Linked DNA regions of Mus musculus: regions 1, 2, 3 and 5 are each linked to region 4. Evidence: chromatin contacts called from public Hi-C and HiChIP or PLAC-seq data. All regions are on one chromosome and are shown on one strand. Each heading gives the region's core, a stretch centred on a gene start, on an enhancer-like site or on the middle of the called end of the contact. The rest is flanking DNA. Distances are from core to core; before and after follow the strand shown.

Evidence for each region. A called contact is a pair of places that touch in the nucleus more often than the background predicts. HiChIP or PLAC-seq counts read pairs in DNA pulled down with a chosen protein or histone mark.
Region 1: an H3K27ac HiChIP or PLAC-seq map of large pre-B cells shows a contact between it and region 4, with 4 times the contacts expected there. The contact joins two enhancer-like sites. A contact is called at or near these places in 1 of 15 datasets of contacts at CTCF or cohesin (pro-B cells) and 4 of 115 datasets of contacts at active chromatin or transcription factors (double positive thymocytes, effector CD8 T cells, large pre-B cells and 1 more).
Region 2: a contact with region 4 is called in a Hi-C map of B cells, with 2.5 times the contacts expected there. The contact joins two enhancer-like sites. A contact is called at or near these places in 1 of 39 promoter capture datasets (the C10 cell line), 2 of 15 datasets of contacts at CTCF or cohesin (large pre-B cells and pro-B cells), 12 of 484 Hi-C or Micro-C datasets (B cells, the C10 cell line, Th1 cells and 6 more) and 3 of 115 datasets of contacts at active chromatin or transcription factors (the 230-238 cell line, fibro-adipogenic progenitors and large pre-B cells).
Region 3: a BATF HiChIP or PLAC-seq map of CD8 T cells shows a contact between it and region 4, with 11 read pairs. The contact joins two enhancer-like sites. A contact is called at or near these places in 1 of 15 datasets of contacts at CTCF or cohesin (large pre-B cells), 1 of 484 Hi-C or Micro-C datasets (CD4 T cells) and 6 of 115 datasets of contacts at active chromatin or transcription factors (the 230-238 cell line, CD8 T cells, bone marrow-derived dendritic cells and 2 more).
Region 5: a Hi-C map of B cells shows a contact between it and region 4, with 2.6 times the contacts expected there. The contact joins two enhancer-like sites. A contact is called at or near these places in 2 of 15 datasets of contacts at CTCF or cohesin (large pre-B cells and pro-B cells), 10 of 484 Hi-C or Micro-C datasets (B cells, the C10 cell line, CD4 T cells and 6 more) and 6 of 115 datasets of contacts at active chromatin or transcription factors (the 230-238 cell line, CD8 T cells, Th17 cells and 3 more).

Annotation. Positions count from the first base shown.
Region 1 is chr3:52,922,764-52,925,463 of GRCm38.p6, forward strand. It overlaps Gm20750 (predicted gene, 20750), which reads right to left. Exons shown (of 5, transcript NR_040555.1): 2 at 1,828-1,931. Among named protein-coding and RNA genes, the nearest start is that of Gm20750, 3.6 kb to the right of the region's middle. Within about 2 kb of position 1,343, at least 29 of the 459 cell types and tissues checked have an H3K27ac peak or open chromatin away from gene starts, as enhancers often do. A contact at or near this core is called in pro-B cells, where this site is marked.
Region 2 is chr3:52,753,908-52,756,607 of GRCm38.p6, forward strand. All of the region lies in intron 1 of Gm2447 (predicted gene 2447), which reads left to right. Among named protein-coding and RNA genes, the nearest start is that of Gm2447, 16 kb to the left of the region's middle. Within about 2 kb of position 1,259, at least 37 of the 459 cell types and tissues checked have an H3K27ac peak or open chromatin away from gene starts, as enhancers often do. A contact at or near this core is called in B cells and pro-B cells, where this site is marked.
Region 3 is chr3:52,789,824-52,792,523 of GRCm38.p6, forward strand. Gm30292 (predicted gene, 30292) reads right to left here. Exons shown (of 5, transcript NR_166453.1): 3 at 2,228-2,320; 4 at 1,953-2,101; 5 at 1-1,546. Among named protein-coding and RNA genes, the nearest start is that of Gm30292, 6.6 kb to the right of the region's middle. Within about 2 kb of position 1,283, at least 15 of the 459 cell types and tissues checked have an H3K27ac peak or open chromatin away from gene starts, as enhancers often do. A contact at or near this core is called in the 230-238 cell line, CD8 T cells, memory CD8 T cells and 1 more, where this site is marked.
Region 4 is chr3:52,442,725-52,445,424 of GRCm38.p6, forward strand. No RefSeq gene overlaps it. Among named protein-coding and RNA genes, the nearest start is that of Gm38537, 23 kb to the right of the region's middle. Within about 2 kb of position 1,362, at least 119 of the 459 cell types and tissues checked have an H3K27ac peak or open chromatin away from gene starts, as enhancers often do. A contact at or near this core is called in the 230-238 cell line, B cells, CD8 T cells and 5 more, where this site is marked.
Region 5 is chr3:52,842,905-52,845,604 of GRCm38.p6, forward strand. No RefSeq gene overlaps it. Among named protein-coding and RNA genes, the nearest start is that of Gm30292, 46 kb to the left of the region's middle. Within about 2 kb of position 1,262, at least 57 of the 459 cell types and tissues checked have an H3K27ac peak or open chromatin away from gene starts, as enhancers often do. A contact at or near this core is called in B cells, CD8 T cells, Th17 cells and 3 more, where this site is marked.

The DNA of each region.
Region 1 (2,700 bases), core at 93-2,592, 480 kb after region 4:
GTAGTGCTCCTTGTTGTCATGTATAACAACCTGTTAAAGGGCAAGTCTGAGTGGGAGTTTCTGAGAACATTGCCTGTGCGTGTGTCTTTAAAACAATTCTCAACTTTAACCTGGTCTACCTTATTTCAGCTATGAAGCTCAGAAGCAGATCTATGCTAGATGCACATAATCTGACTTTCGGCCCCGTTCTAGATTTAAAAAAATGAGTCACAGACTATAATTCTTAAGAGGCAAATCGTTACCAGTATAACTTGGTATCCTATTAGGGAGAATAAAATTCTTCAATCAGATCTTGAGTTACTATGTTTCAAACAAACTCTTCCTGGCAGAGTCCTAGCAAAATCAATAAATAATAAAGAAAGAAAGTAACTCTGGGGCTGGAGAGATGGCTCAGCACTTGAGAGCACTGACTGCTCTTCTAGAGGTCCTGAGTTCAATTCCCAGCAACCACATGGTGGCTCACAAACATCTGCAATGGGGTCTGATGTCCTCTTCTTGTGTGTTTGAAGAGAGCAATGGTGTACTCATATACATAAAATAAATAAAAATTTAAAAAATCTTAAAAAAAAAAAGTAACTATGCACTCACAGTGTACGTGTTGTCCTAGTTAGTTTTACCATTGCTGGGATGAAACTCACCAAAAACAACTTGGGGGATCAAGGGGTTTATTTGGCCCATAGTTATCCCATCGTCAAGGGAAACCAGGGAGGGAACTCAAGAAAGGAACCCGGGAGAGGAAGCGAGGCAGCATGGAGGAGCTCTGCATGGTGGCTTGCGTCCCGTGTGTTTTATACTGCACGGGACAACCCACAGTGGTCTAGACCCTCCTACATTAATGAGAAATCACAAACCACACCCGCTCAGACAGTCCATAGGCCAATCTGATGGGGGCAATTCCGTGTTGAGGTTCCCTCTTCCCAGGTGGGTCATGCTTGCAACCACCTGCCAGATGCATGCTGACGCATCCTAGAGTAGCATCTTAAAGGCTACCCACGCTAGGAAACAAGGCAGCAAAGGTGAAATAACTAGGAAATTTATTCATGGGTGATGTCATCTCAATTTTGAGATCACACTTTTATCTTATTTTAATTCACCGTTCTAAAGCCCATGGCCACTAGGACATTTGTTAAAAACTGAAAGACCACTAATACTCAAGAGTCTAAAACTGCATCAATATGTATTTATAGCTTTTAGTTTCTCTTTCTGTTTGGGTGATATATGCAGTATATAATCTTATTGAAGTAATAAGTAGATATTATTTCCGTCTTCAACAGCGAAGTTCCCCATTTTGTCTTCTGTTCTTTAGCATTAGTTTCTGTTCCCTCTCAGAATAAAGAAAGTCTTTCTTTCACAGCTTCCAATGCTTACAAGAGACCTGGGGCTGCTGGGTTCTACAAGTAGCCACATCTGGGGAGCCAGAGCTCTCATTCCCAGTTCCCATTGATTCTGTGATTTAACAAAAACATCATGGGGCCAGCAAGATGACTCAGCTGGTAAAGCCACCTGCATCCAAGCCTGACAATTCAGGATCAACCCTCAGGACCTACAGGTTCCTGAAAGTTGTAGTCTCCAAAAGCACCCTGGTGCATACAGCACCACCCCCTACACACACACACACACCACTGCTGCCCATGAATAATATTGCAGAGAGAGAGAGAGAGAGAGAGAGAGAGAGAGAGAGAGAGAGAGAGAGAGAGAGAAATTGTGTCAGAATTAGAAGAATCAGACCGGTGAAACCCATCCCCCCATCTTCCACCACATATTAAAGAACTAGAAACTTTGTATGTAGGAAATCTTTTTGGAGTGTAACCGTGGTTGATTAATTACCTTTGTCGTGAATCTCTTTTCTGAGCATTCGCTCTGTAACCTGGGATACTCTTCACATTTGCATCTGAAACAGGCCAGTAGTCGGACATCTTATCCATTTGTTTCTAGTGAAAGAAGGGTACAATAATTGCAACCACAGAAAACAACCATGAAGCCACAAAATGAATTCAACAAGGCCTTGAATTCTGCAGTAAGGAGGAAAAACAGCAAGGGAGTCTACAGCAGGGCCCTAACTATTTATATAAACCATTCAACTCTTTTAACAGGATTAGAGACCAGAGACAATACAACAAATCTGCTGGGTTTGATTGACAGGACTCTCTGGGTGCCTATTAGGCAGTTTCCTGAGACTTGAAGTATTTCAGGTTTAAAATTTTGTAGCAAAACAACGTTTCTAAGTTTCCATGATGGGAAGATGACTTTTAATGGGAGGGAAAAAAAAGTCTCAAAGCTGGAGAGCCTATTTGTATACCCAGTTTGAGAAAAACCAAAACACGGTAACTTTCCAGAAGAAAATTGAAAACAGAGTTTGTACCTCCTCTGTGTGCTTTAGTAACCGCGGCCTGGTGTGGGAGTCTGGGTATTATTCAGCATGTCCACACTTAGTGTCTGTGCCTTGGGACTTTAGCTACTACCTGATTTTCAGTTATACTGTTTCTTCTTGAGTCATTCCTTGGCCATGGAGTCCTTTTATGAAGTCACAATAAATACAAATTTGCCTAGTAGTCTTTACAAATTGTTAAAACAACAGGACTTGGACAGATGCTCAGCCATTTGCTGATCCGGGATAGGTTTCCAGCATCCACATAGCAGCTCCGAAGCATCTGAGCTGTCTAGTCCCAGGGCACCGGCTCCCTCTTCTGGTCTTTCTGG
Region 2 (2,700 bases), core at 9-2,508, 310 kb after region 4:
TGTATGTGAGCGTGTGTGTGTGTGTGTGTGTGTGTGTGTGTGTGTGTGCTGCACCCTACCCCACAACATATTGCTCTGATTATAAAGAGCTACTGTATTTTTTGCTTTGGGAACCAAACTAACTACCTACTATCTTAGGATATGAACTTTTATTTCCATGGGATATTTACTCCAAATGATCATTTGTTTAACCCACTGAACTACACAGATCACAAGAAGGTAGTATTCATGGTTAACATCTTGCTGGGAACAATACTAAGAAAATATGTTTTCTAAGAGTGAGTGTATAAAACAGGTAGAAAAATAGAAGCAAATTACCTTAAGTAAAAATGGTGAGAGGGGGGTGGAGGCAGCATCTAGGTTTAGGTGAGAGACATAATTCTAACTGCACAAGGCAGACCAATGTTGAATTCCGTGATCACTATTTTATAAGCAAATGGCAATAAAAAGGAGAAAGGGAGGAGGAGGAAGGAGGAGCACGGTACAGTGGCATGAGGCACCATTCTGCATTGTTAAGGTTCTAAACCCCAAATTTCCAAAAGGAGGAATTTCAGTGTCACTTGCTCCCCAGCCCATGGCGATAAACCTCCAGAGTGCATGTCACAGCCCCAAGTGACCCTGGTTGTGTCAGCAGCTCCACTGGGTGTATGACCTTTGGCACAAATAAAATGTATTTACTCATGCCTGAATTCCAGTGACAAGTCCCCTTAGATAAAGCTCCACTAGGGGCCACCTGCCCTCAATGACCTGCAAGGCTTTCAGGACCAGCTTTCGTGCTCTGCGCACCTCCTACCGAGGGCTGCCTCACTGGAAAGACTTGACTTCCAGCACACAGGGAGGGAGGTGGGACTCTGACTTCTACAGTCCATTTGGCTTTGCTTCCCTTTGAAGCCATTATTGAGAAGCTTTCCGAGCACGGATCTGCAAACACAGACACCAAGGAATCCTGGGCCCAGAGTTCAAACAAAAGTGTAAGGACAAGTGAGGTGAACGGTATTGAGATCCCACGTAGACCTCTCCTATTCAAAGCAGTCCTTCCTTGTCCTCACCCTTTGGAGAACGTTTGAAATGATGGAAGTTGTATTTGAGCCTCCACTCTGAATGCTTCTGCAGGGTAGAGGTTCCTCCGCGGAGCTTGTGAGGGTTAACTGAAGCAACAACCTCTTTTATGTCTTTACAAGTAGTCTGTTCTCCATTTTACACATGAAGAAGCAGAACAACAAGAGTTTAAGTCACGTGGGAAGTAATACAGCTGTGAAGTGTCCATCCGAGACATCGGGTCAGAGCAGGTCAGGAAATACCCACTAAATCAGATTAGCTGCACACTGCTGTGGGCTTGTCTCTCTCAGAAATCTGTGAGGAAACAGTCCTGGTACTCCCTAGCATTATCATGTTCTCTGTCAGGTTCATGGGGTGTCTGTAGTTTGTTCCTGTAAAGCAGGGTAGGCCACTGTTTATCTGCCCCGGGATCTTTACAATCCAAAACTGATAGCACAGTTTATACCAGGGTGATGGAGAATACGTCCAGGAGAACAGGCTTTATAAACACCCAGTCAATACCGAGCAAAGGACAGGTGCTGTTTGCAAGACCCTGAAGACTGCACTCTTTAGGCAGAGGGTCAGAACACTAGGCATGCCATGTTCCAGTGAGGGTCCAGTGTCCTGACGGCAGGGCTGGAGCTAAGTCACCAAGCCAAGGATTACACCCAAATTGGTTATTTTGGGGCAAATGGGGCAGATTCTAGACACTCGCTACATACAGTATCAGCTGATGTTGCTTTGTACAAAAATGTAGTTAGATGTATCCTTTGGATTGCATTTTTCCTTTACAAGGAAATGATGTCAGATTCTGCTAAAATAAAGCAATGGCTGCTCTGCCTTTATTGTGCACATTCCAACGCAGACCTATTTATCCATCTTTACACTCTTTAGCCTTTGTGCTTGATCCCTGGAACCACGAGGAACAGGAGGCTGAGAGTATTGGTAGTAGTATTGTTGTATCTAACAAGACAACAGGCATAATAAGTCTGTAGTGAACAATGAACTACGGTTAACAGAGATTTGAGCGTTCACCATGGGACAGTCAGTGAGCTGTGTGTACTTCTTCAGTAGACTCCAACATGCCTGTGATGTATGTGTGAGTATCACCCACAAGCCAAGTGAACTCTGCCAGGCTACTGAAGCACTTTAGGTCCAGCTTCGTCCTCTGTTTTAGGAGCTGGGAGGTAGCTGTAATAACTGGGTTAAGGCATACAGTAATTGCAAAGACTGCCTGGGTTAATACCTGGGTGGCATTTGGAACAGTGCCGGCATTCATAAATGCCCAATAAACACTGGCTAGTTTGTGTATTTATCTTAAGATAACCTCTCAAGTCATTTGAGGGATCAAGATTGGAACTCAAACTGCCTGACTTCAGATCCTGTGTCTCTGTGCACAATTTGAAAGCGTAATCAAATAAGTGAGGAAATAGCCGGGAGTCACGTGGCTATATAGTGGCAGGTTTCAGGTCCCTGTCACTCAAGCCTACAATTTCACTGTCCAGTCTGAACTTCCTGTGTGCATTAGCTGTCCAGTACTCCGACAAAATCCCCTGATTAATGAACTCAGAGTGAAGGAGGGTTTGTTTTCATTTTGTCTCACAGTTATGGAGATTTCAGACTGTGACCAATTGGCTCCGATGGTTTGGAGCTGTGGTAAGG
Region 3 (2,700 bases), core at 33-2,532, 350 kb after region 4:
GTGTGGATTAATGTCTTAGTCTTCAACTCCCCTAATCAATGTCTGTTTTTTTGCCATTACTATGCTCGACTTATTACTTCAGATCTGTAGTACAACTTGAAATCGGAGATGATGATGCCTCCTACAGTTCTTTCATTATTCAGGATTCTTTGAGCTGTTGTATTTGTTTTGTTTTCAGATGAAGCTGAAAGTTGTTCTTTCATGATCCATGAAAAATTGTGTTGGAATTTTGATGGGGATTGAACTGAATCTGCTTTTGTCGGGATGGCCATTTTTACTATATTAAACCTACTGAGCCCCGAGCATGGGAGATTCTTCCATCTTCTTCAATGTCTTGAGGTTTTTATCGTACAGGTCCATCGCTTGCTTGGCTAGAGTCACCTCAAGATATTTTGTATTATTTGATGCTATTGTGAGAGGTGTTGTTTCCCTGAGGTTTTTTCTCAGTCCGTTTGTCATTTGTATTTAGGGGGGCCACTGATTTGGGGGACTCAATTCTGAATCCAGCTCCTTTGCTGTTTATCAGATGTGGGAGTTTCCAGGTGGAATTGTTAGGGACACTTATGTATATTAATGATTCATGGGCAAATAAAGATTCTTCGGATGTCTTCCTTTCCAACTTGTATCATCTTAATCTCCTTCAGTTGTCTTAGTGTCTAGCTGAGACTTAGAGCACTATATTGAATAGGTGTGGGGAGAATGGACAACCTTCTTTTGTTCCTGATGTTAATGGAATTGCTTTGAGTTCCTCTCCATTTAAGCAGATGTTGGCTGTGAGCTCACTGCCAACAGTTTATTTTGTTTTGGTGTCTCTTGCATTCCTGATCTCTCCAAGACTTTAATCATGAAGGGGTTTTGGATTTGGTTGAATGTCTGCTCTGCATCTAATGAGATGATCATGTGGTTTCTGTCTTTCAACTTGTGGGTCACTGTGATGGCTAATATCCATATTTCAAAGTCGGGGAAAGTGAAGATCGGAGACACTAATAATATGTACAAGGACATGTAGCTTGTACAAATGTGGCCACAAGGCCAATTCTTTTTGAAACTGTGTACTTGACTTGGCTTCATAGACAACACGCACTCGTGAGAACATGTGCACGCATGCGTGAGTGTGAGTGTGTGTGTGTGTATGTGTGTGTGTGTGTGTGTGTGTGTATGTGTGTGTGTGTGAGACAGAGAGAAGTAGGAGGCCTTTGATGAGGTGATGAGCCAGGTACCACCTACAGGTCTAGGACTACCTATGAGTAAAGTCTGTACTTGGTTTTCTACCATCAGCAGCCTCCAGTTGAGCAAACCTTGATGGCTGGATACGGTTTCACTTTCAACCTCAGGCTGACAGAAATAGTCATGATTCACTCAAATTTCCTGTGAACAGCAATAACCTGGCTTCTCACACTCCAGGGAAGGCTGGCCTGTGATGTTCAGGTCTCGGTTTCTGATTCTTCTGGCCTGTTTGACATCACAGTCTGGATGGGCCATTGGTAAGGCAAATGGCATGTCATACATGAGCATGGAGTCACCATGACCAAAGCCAGAGTCACACCTGTGTACACACAAATTTTGAGTCAAGGACTCAGTGCTCAGTTTAGCCTCTGAGTGATAAAAAATGGGTCATCATCCAGGGTTCTGGTAAAAAAAAAAAAAATCTGGTTTTTCGAGACAGGGTTTCTCTGTATAGCCCTGGCTGTCCTGGAACTCACTTTGTAGACCAGGCTGGCCTTGAACTCAGAAATCCACCTGCCTCTGCCTCCCGAGTGCTGGGATTAAAGGTGTGCACTACCACACCCGCCCCCCCCCCAAAAAAAATTTAAAGATGTAGTAAAAACTGAGTCTTAAATTCTTATTCAGAATTTCTGCTCAATTACACATTAGGGCAAATTTTCCAAATTGACTAAACCTTAATATATAAGAACTCTCAAGAGCAAAGGTGCTGACATGTTGATACGGACCTGCAAGCTTAAGAAGCTGAGTTCAAATCCCTGAATTTAAGTAGAAGACAGACTGGTCTGTAACCCCATCTCTGGGGAGATGGTGGATCCCTGGAGTTTGCTGTCCAGACACTCTAACCACATGGGAAGTTCCAGGGTCAGTGAGAGACCTGTCACAAAAATAAGATGGCAAGCAACTGAAGATGATGCCTAATCTCAACCTCTGGCCTTCACAGAAACACACTTATCCCACCCACACCCACTCACACACCCACACCTCCCCCTCCCCCACACACCTTTACAAATCCTTTCATATCTTCAGCAGTGATAGCTTTTCCCAAACAGGTGACTCCGAGGGTATAATTTCAAGCTTGGAGTTTCATTTGCTTCTAAAGAACAGAGACTCATTCCAACCAGCACACACTAAAAAATGGGATCTGTTGAAAGAATTTGAGATTTTTCTCTCGGAATTCGAGGGGGGGGGGATGTCAGGGTGTGGACAGGTCAGAATGAGAAATTAGCATATGGGCTGGCACCAGCAGAAACCCCCTGCAGTCTTTGATTTTGTCATCTTTGCAGGTTGTCCCTGATTCTCCAGGACACTGACAGGCCAGCTGCCTAGTCCCAAGCTCCCAAGAGGTTTCCTTTGGAAGAGAAAGTACTAATAAATTCAGCTCAGTTTGAGATCGGCTCCCCTTGTCTACCTCTGTAAAGCTAACTAACATCACGTGCAATGACCAGTTTGCTGGGGCGGGGGTGGGGGTGGGGG
Region 4 (2,700 bases), core at 112-2,611:
AGAGGAGGAGGAGGGGGAGGAAGAGGAGGAGGAAGAAGAGGAGGAGGAGGAGGAGGAGGAGGAGGAGGAGGAGGAGGGAGTCAGCTAAACCCAAACTGAAGAAGCCTTGGATGGGAAGATCTAAATGAGGGGAGCTGTTCCCAGGAAACCATACTGCTACTAACTAAAATAAAATACTACTAACGGGGTTAACAGGGTGGTTTGAAACAACAGAAGTGTATGGTCTCCTTGCCCTAGGGCCCGAGCTTCCCCATCAAGGCTGAGCAAGGCTGCAGACATCTCTGATGCTACTTGCCATGAGGAGGTCTGCTTTTCTCTTCATGTGAGGTCTTCCTTTTTAAGGACACTAACTATGGGCATAGGCACCCTTCCACGGCAGGGCTTTACGTTCATCACCTCTGTAGATCCTTATTTTCAAATAAAATTAATTTCTCAGGCACTAGGGACTACGATCCCAGCACATTTTGGGGTGGAGGACGGATACAGCTCATTATATGACGCCACCATTCCTGGATGTACTGAGATGTCTGTAGTACACTTGCTCATATAAATTCATTTGTTTTGTTTTTCTTTTACTCTATTTTTAGCACATATGATTAGATGTAAACATATATTATATATTATAACTATTATATCATATAACTATATATTATAAACTATATATTTTAAATAATATATAAAATTACATATTATAAATACATTTTATACCAAGATAAACAAATACATTTATATATTATATTATTGATATTTAAATATTATTTAAAATATTTTATAAATATATAGTATATAAGATGTTGTACATATTATATATATTTATTTCATTTTCACTACATAGAAAGCCTCTGCATCGCCAATCCACAGCCCATAGATCATATGTACCCTAGGATAATTTTACCCCCTAAAAATGTAAATAATATATATATTTTAAGCTTTATTGTGTCATTCCTCTTAAGTGTGAATTCTGTATTTGACACCTTGTCCTAGCTGACAGGAAAAGTTGCCAACAAACCCAGACGTTTCCTCCCTACCCGGGAGACCACACTGACTGCAGGCAGTGTGTTGTTCATTCATGTCTCCAGTGAATCTAACAACAATGAATCCTGAATATTTAAAGGGGCTGGACAAGTGGCCTTAAAAAAAAGGTAGGCTTTATTTCCTTTTTGGAACACTCTGATCAAAACAAAGTGACTAGGCAGCATATGGTCACAATAACAGGTGGCTCTGGAGGTCCCCTGTGACTTGTTGGCCTGCAGAGCCTGGCCTCCTTTGGGCCTTGGAGGAGAGCCGTGTTGTGCTGGAGACCTGCACAGAGGCTGTGGCGCACAGGGAGCCAACAGAGCGTGTCTGCAGCTGGCCTTGCCTGCACTTGACTCATAAGTGAGTTACAGGGAAGTGGAGACAATGCTGAGAAGAATGTGGGGGAGAGAGCTGTTGGTGGAAGGAAGTGAGACTGGTCAGGGCTTCCCCCCAGCTGCTCACAGGGTTGTGCTCACTGAGGCATGCCTTTCTCCATTGAGCTCAATCAAAGGTGAATTCAATTCGTCACCCATAATGAAGACTCTATAGATCCTCTCCCCCCAAGACTGGAGCTCCCTTGAGTTGGAGTGCACGGCCATTGTCGGTTACGTATAGTAATTACTTTATTTATTTTTGAGATAGAGTCTGACTATATAGTTCCTGCCGCCCTAGGGCTTGCCATGTAGCCACCCTGGCTTCATCACTCAGGGTCTTCTTGCTTCAGCCTCACAGATGTTGAGATGGCAAGTTTGTACTGTCACAACCCTTTTAAGGTCTTTAAAAATCACTTCCCTTTTGCCAAGACCACGTTCGATTTGGCACAGGTGATCTGAGTTGTTGTCTCAGTGCCACACGCACTACAATTATGACCTGGTGGAAGTCACCCGACCACAGGTCACATCTGTGAAATCGGGTCCAGAATGCTTTCTTCCACATGTTATAAAAACCAGACCTGAGGTCTGTCTGGCAGGGGATGGCTCAGCTGGTCAAGCTCTTGCCTGTCCCAGACACATGAGGACTGGGTTTAGTGTGTTGACCACATATGGGTGGTGTGGAGGAGAACTTGCAATCCTAAGGCTGGGGAAGCAGAGACAGGAGTTTCCTTGGGGCTGCCTAGCTAGCCACTCTAAGTGTGAGATCCAGACCAGAGAGAGCCTCATTTCAGAGAAGGCGAATGGGCAACTGAAGACGATTCCTGATGTTGTCCTCTGGCCTCTCAATGCACACATATCCATGCACATGTCCCAGCACACACATGCATTTGCACACACGAGGGCACACATACACACTCAAAGGGGAGCACCCACATGCATTCAGAAATCAACTCTAGCACTGAACAGGAGTATGATGGTTGAAATATAAGAGATCTATAAACTGTCTATACTTGAATGTTTCACAGACCTGGCCAAAAACACATTCAAGCAAATATGATGGATAGAAATGGTTTTGCTGTAAGTAGGGTCTGGTTTTGCTTTCTCATCAGGACTCAACATTGGCTAGGCCAGATGCCACATCATAAGGCATAGTGGCTGGCATGTGCAAACTCCTCCACACTCACCCCCCAACTTAGCATGGTTGGATTTATGACTATTCCACTTTACAGGGGGTGAAAACAATTGAATATTCAAGAGAAACTTCGAACTTTTTGAATTTTGATATTTTTCCCCCATAGGTGATAGTGGC
Region 5 (2,700 bases), core at 12-2,511, 400 kb after region 4:
TGATTCTTGGCTTTGGTCAGGATATTTGGGACGCCTCTCTTTAAACAGCTTACATGATCTCTGTCAGCTTGTTACATAAAAAGGCATGAAAGGTTGTGAACTCCTGCCTCCTGCAAGAGGAAGAAGGAGCTGAACGAGGAGGTGGCACAGAGTGTACCCCTCCTGTCTGACACGTGTCGGGCAGCAGTAGGTGCTGTTCACAGAGACACCGTCTGCCTGCCTCCAGAGAGACGGGCACACACAGCATCAGCAGTGCGTGACAGCTTATTTTCTTAGCCTCTAAGCTAAATGGTCAAACACTTCTATTCTGGAGAAGATGAAGAAAAAAAAAAAACAAAACAGATAAATGCACGCAATTTTTCCCCTTCCTGTGTCTGGGTTTGACATTAGTCATCTGTTCTGAGAAACTCTGGGACAAGCATCAAGGCTGGGTGTTGAGTTTGATCTGACATGCAGAAGGTTTTAGTGCTGCAGTTTGGGGCAGGTTCACCAGGCATGAGGTTTATTCATGGGGAGAGGGGGCTATAGGTATGTAAAGTTGGAACTTATTTGAGTGACAAGAGCATCCAGGGGCTGTGGCTCAGCTTGAGCAGTACTCAGTGCAATGTGGCGCACAGCTGTCAGAGCCTGGGCCACCTTACCACTGTCACCATCACCAGCTCCTAATCCTTGGCAAGGTCCTATGCTGGTATTCTGACCCCACGTAACAACACTGGGAGGCTAGGGGCTGGAAATTGTTCAAGATCTCTTCCAGGAACTTTGCTCCTTCACGAGGCTCTCTTTCTTTTTAGGGTCACCACCCGACGCTGTAATCTACAAATGCGTGCAATGCTAAGCTGCTTAAAAATGAAATACAATGAGCCAGGCATGGTGGCTCAGGTCTGTAATTCCAGCTGAGGATTGCAACTCTGGGGGCAAGCTTGTGTGACACGATAGATTTCAGCTCAGGCTCTTCCGCAAGATCCTGTCTAAAACAAAATGAGAAAAAAGTGCTTTATTCAATAGGATTTTAATGTGTAATTAATATCCAAGAATCAAATTACTTTACATTATGTGTTCTCTTCGCAAGCCTTCCAGACATGGTTTGTGTTTCGTAGACGTTCATCTTGGTTTGGCCTTAGCCACATTTCAAATGGCTGTTATCCACAGGGGGCAGCGGCTGCACACTGTACAGCAACTGAGCCCCTTCTGTGTGACTGATGCTTTGTCCTTAGGCTCTCTCTTCATGCTTTTCCTTTTCGGCAGAAAGCTCTGGTAACTCATCTACCAATCAGCTCCAAGACTGATTCTTGTCCGTTTTGCACTTCCTTTCCCAGCTCCGCCTCTAGGGGGCAGCTCCAAAAGGTGTCCCAGGGCGCCCTCTAGTGACTGCTCTCAGAATGACAGGACTTTGCAAAAACAACTCTGGGGGGGGGGGGTGGAAATAAATTGAATTAAACAAATGAGGCATCAAAGTCGAATTTCAGGGACATTGAATCCTTGATCACTAGGCAGTTCTTTCCATCCTGCTTCCGAGCAAGGACTCTCCTCTGTCTAAATTGTGATTGGCAGAGGATACACTATTCCCTCTCCCTTGGGGTATGGTAGGTACATCCGTAGTCAGAAACACCAGTGGCCATCTCTGCTACCAAAAAGAGACTGCATCTGGCTCTCAAAGAGGAACAAATCCCTCACAGAGGTGTGGGGGCATCCTGGGAAACTCTACAGAAACCAGCTGGGACCACCGTGTGAAGACGATTCTGCACTTCTGGGTACATGGTCAGTAAATAACCCAGGGCATAGGAAGTCTGGATAGATACGTGTGACTTGGAAGGTGACTACCTTTTACTGAATGAAGCATCCAGAAACTTCTCTGCATGATCTACAGCCACTGGTAACCGATGAAAAATGAAACCTCGTGAAATTTTTTTTGTGCAAACGCAACACACATGTACATGCACACTCGTGCACACATGCATGCACATGCATAGGTGCACTCACACACATGTGCGTACACACACACACACACACACACACACACACACATGCTGGGGACAGTGACAATGCCCCATGCCCTTAAGTCAGTATTGATAGGTTGGTTTATATAAACTTGGCAGGCTGAGGTGCATAGAACAAGGTATCTGCTCACTTCTCTTAGGATGAGGGACACAGGTTCCTTCTGACATTAAGTTAGAAACATTGTATTAAAAAGTAGGATCCCAGAACTTTATGAACTGAGATTTTCACTCAAAATAAAGGGAAATGACAGTACTGGAAAAACACATCTTGGGGACCCTTGTGTGGGAAGGGTTCAATGGCCCCTGGTGCAGTTGATCTGTTTGGTAGTTCATAATCTTATTTGGGACCAGTGGGAAGGGAATGTGGCAAAGCCAGGAAACCCACCAGGCATGCCACATGCTACATAGCAGGCCAGTCAGCCCCTCCCCCAGCCAGTCAGCCCCTCCCCCAGCCAGTCAGTCAGCCCCTCCCCCTCCTCCCAGCTGCACCTTTACAACTGCAAGTTGTAAGTGGGGTGGGGCAAGTAGCTCACCACAGGTTTATCTAGTTAAGGAAATGCAGTTTCTTAGCCCTGACCTAACATGGTTATGATGTGTAGCCCAGGCTAGCCTAGAACTCTTGGTCTGCCTACCTCAGCCTTGCAGATGCTAGTGTTATAAGTGTGTGTCAGCCTGGCTCAGGCCTCACTTAGTTCTCATGATC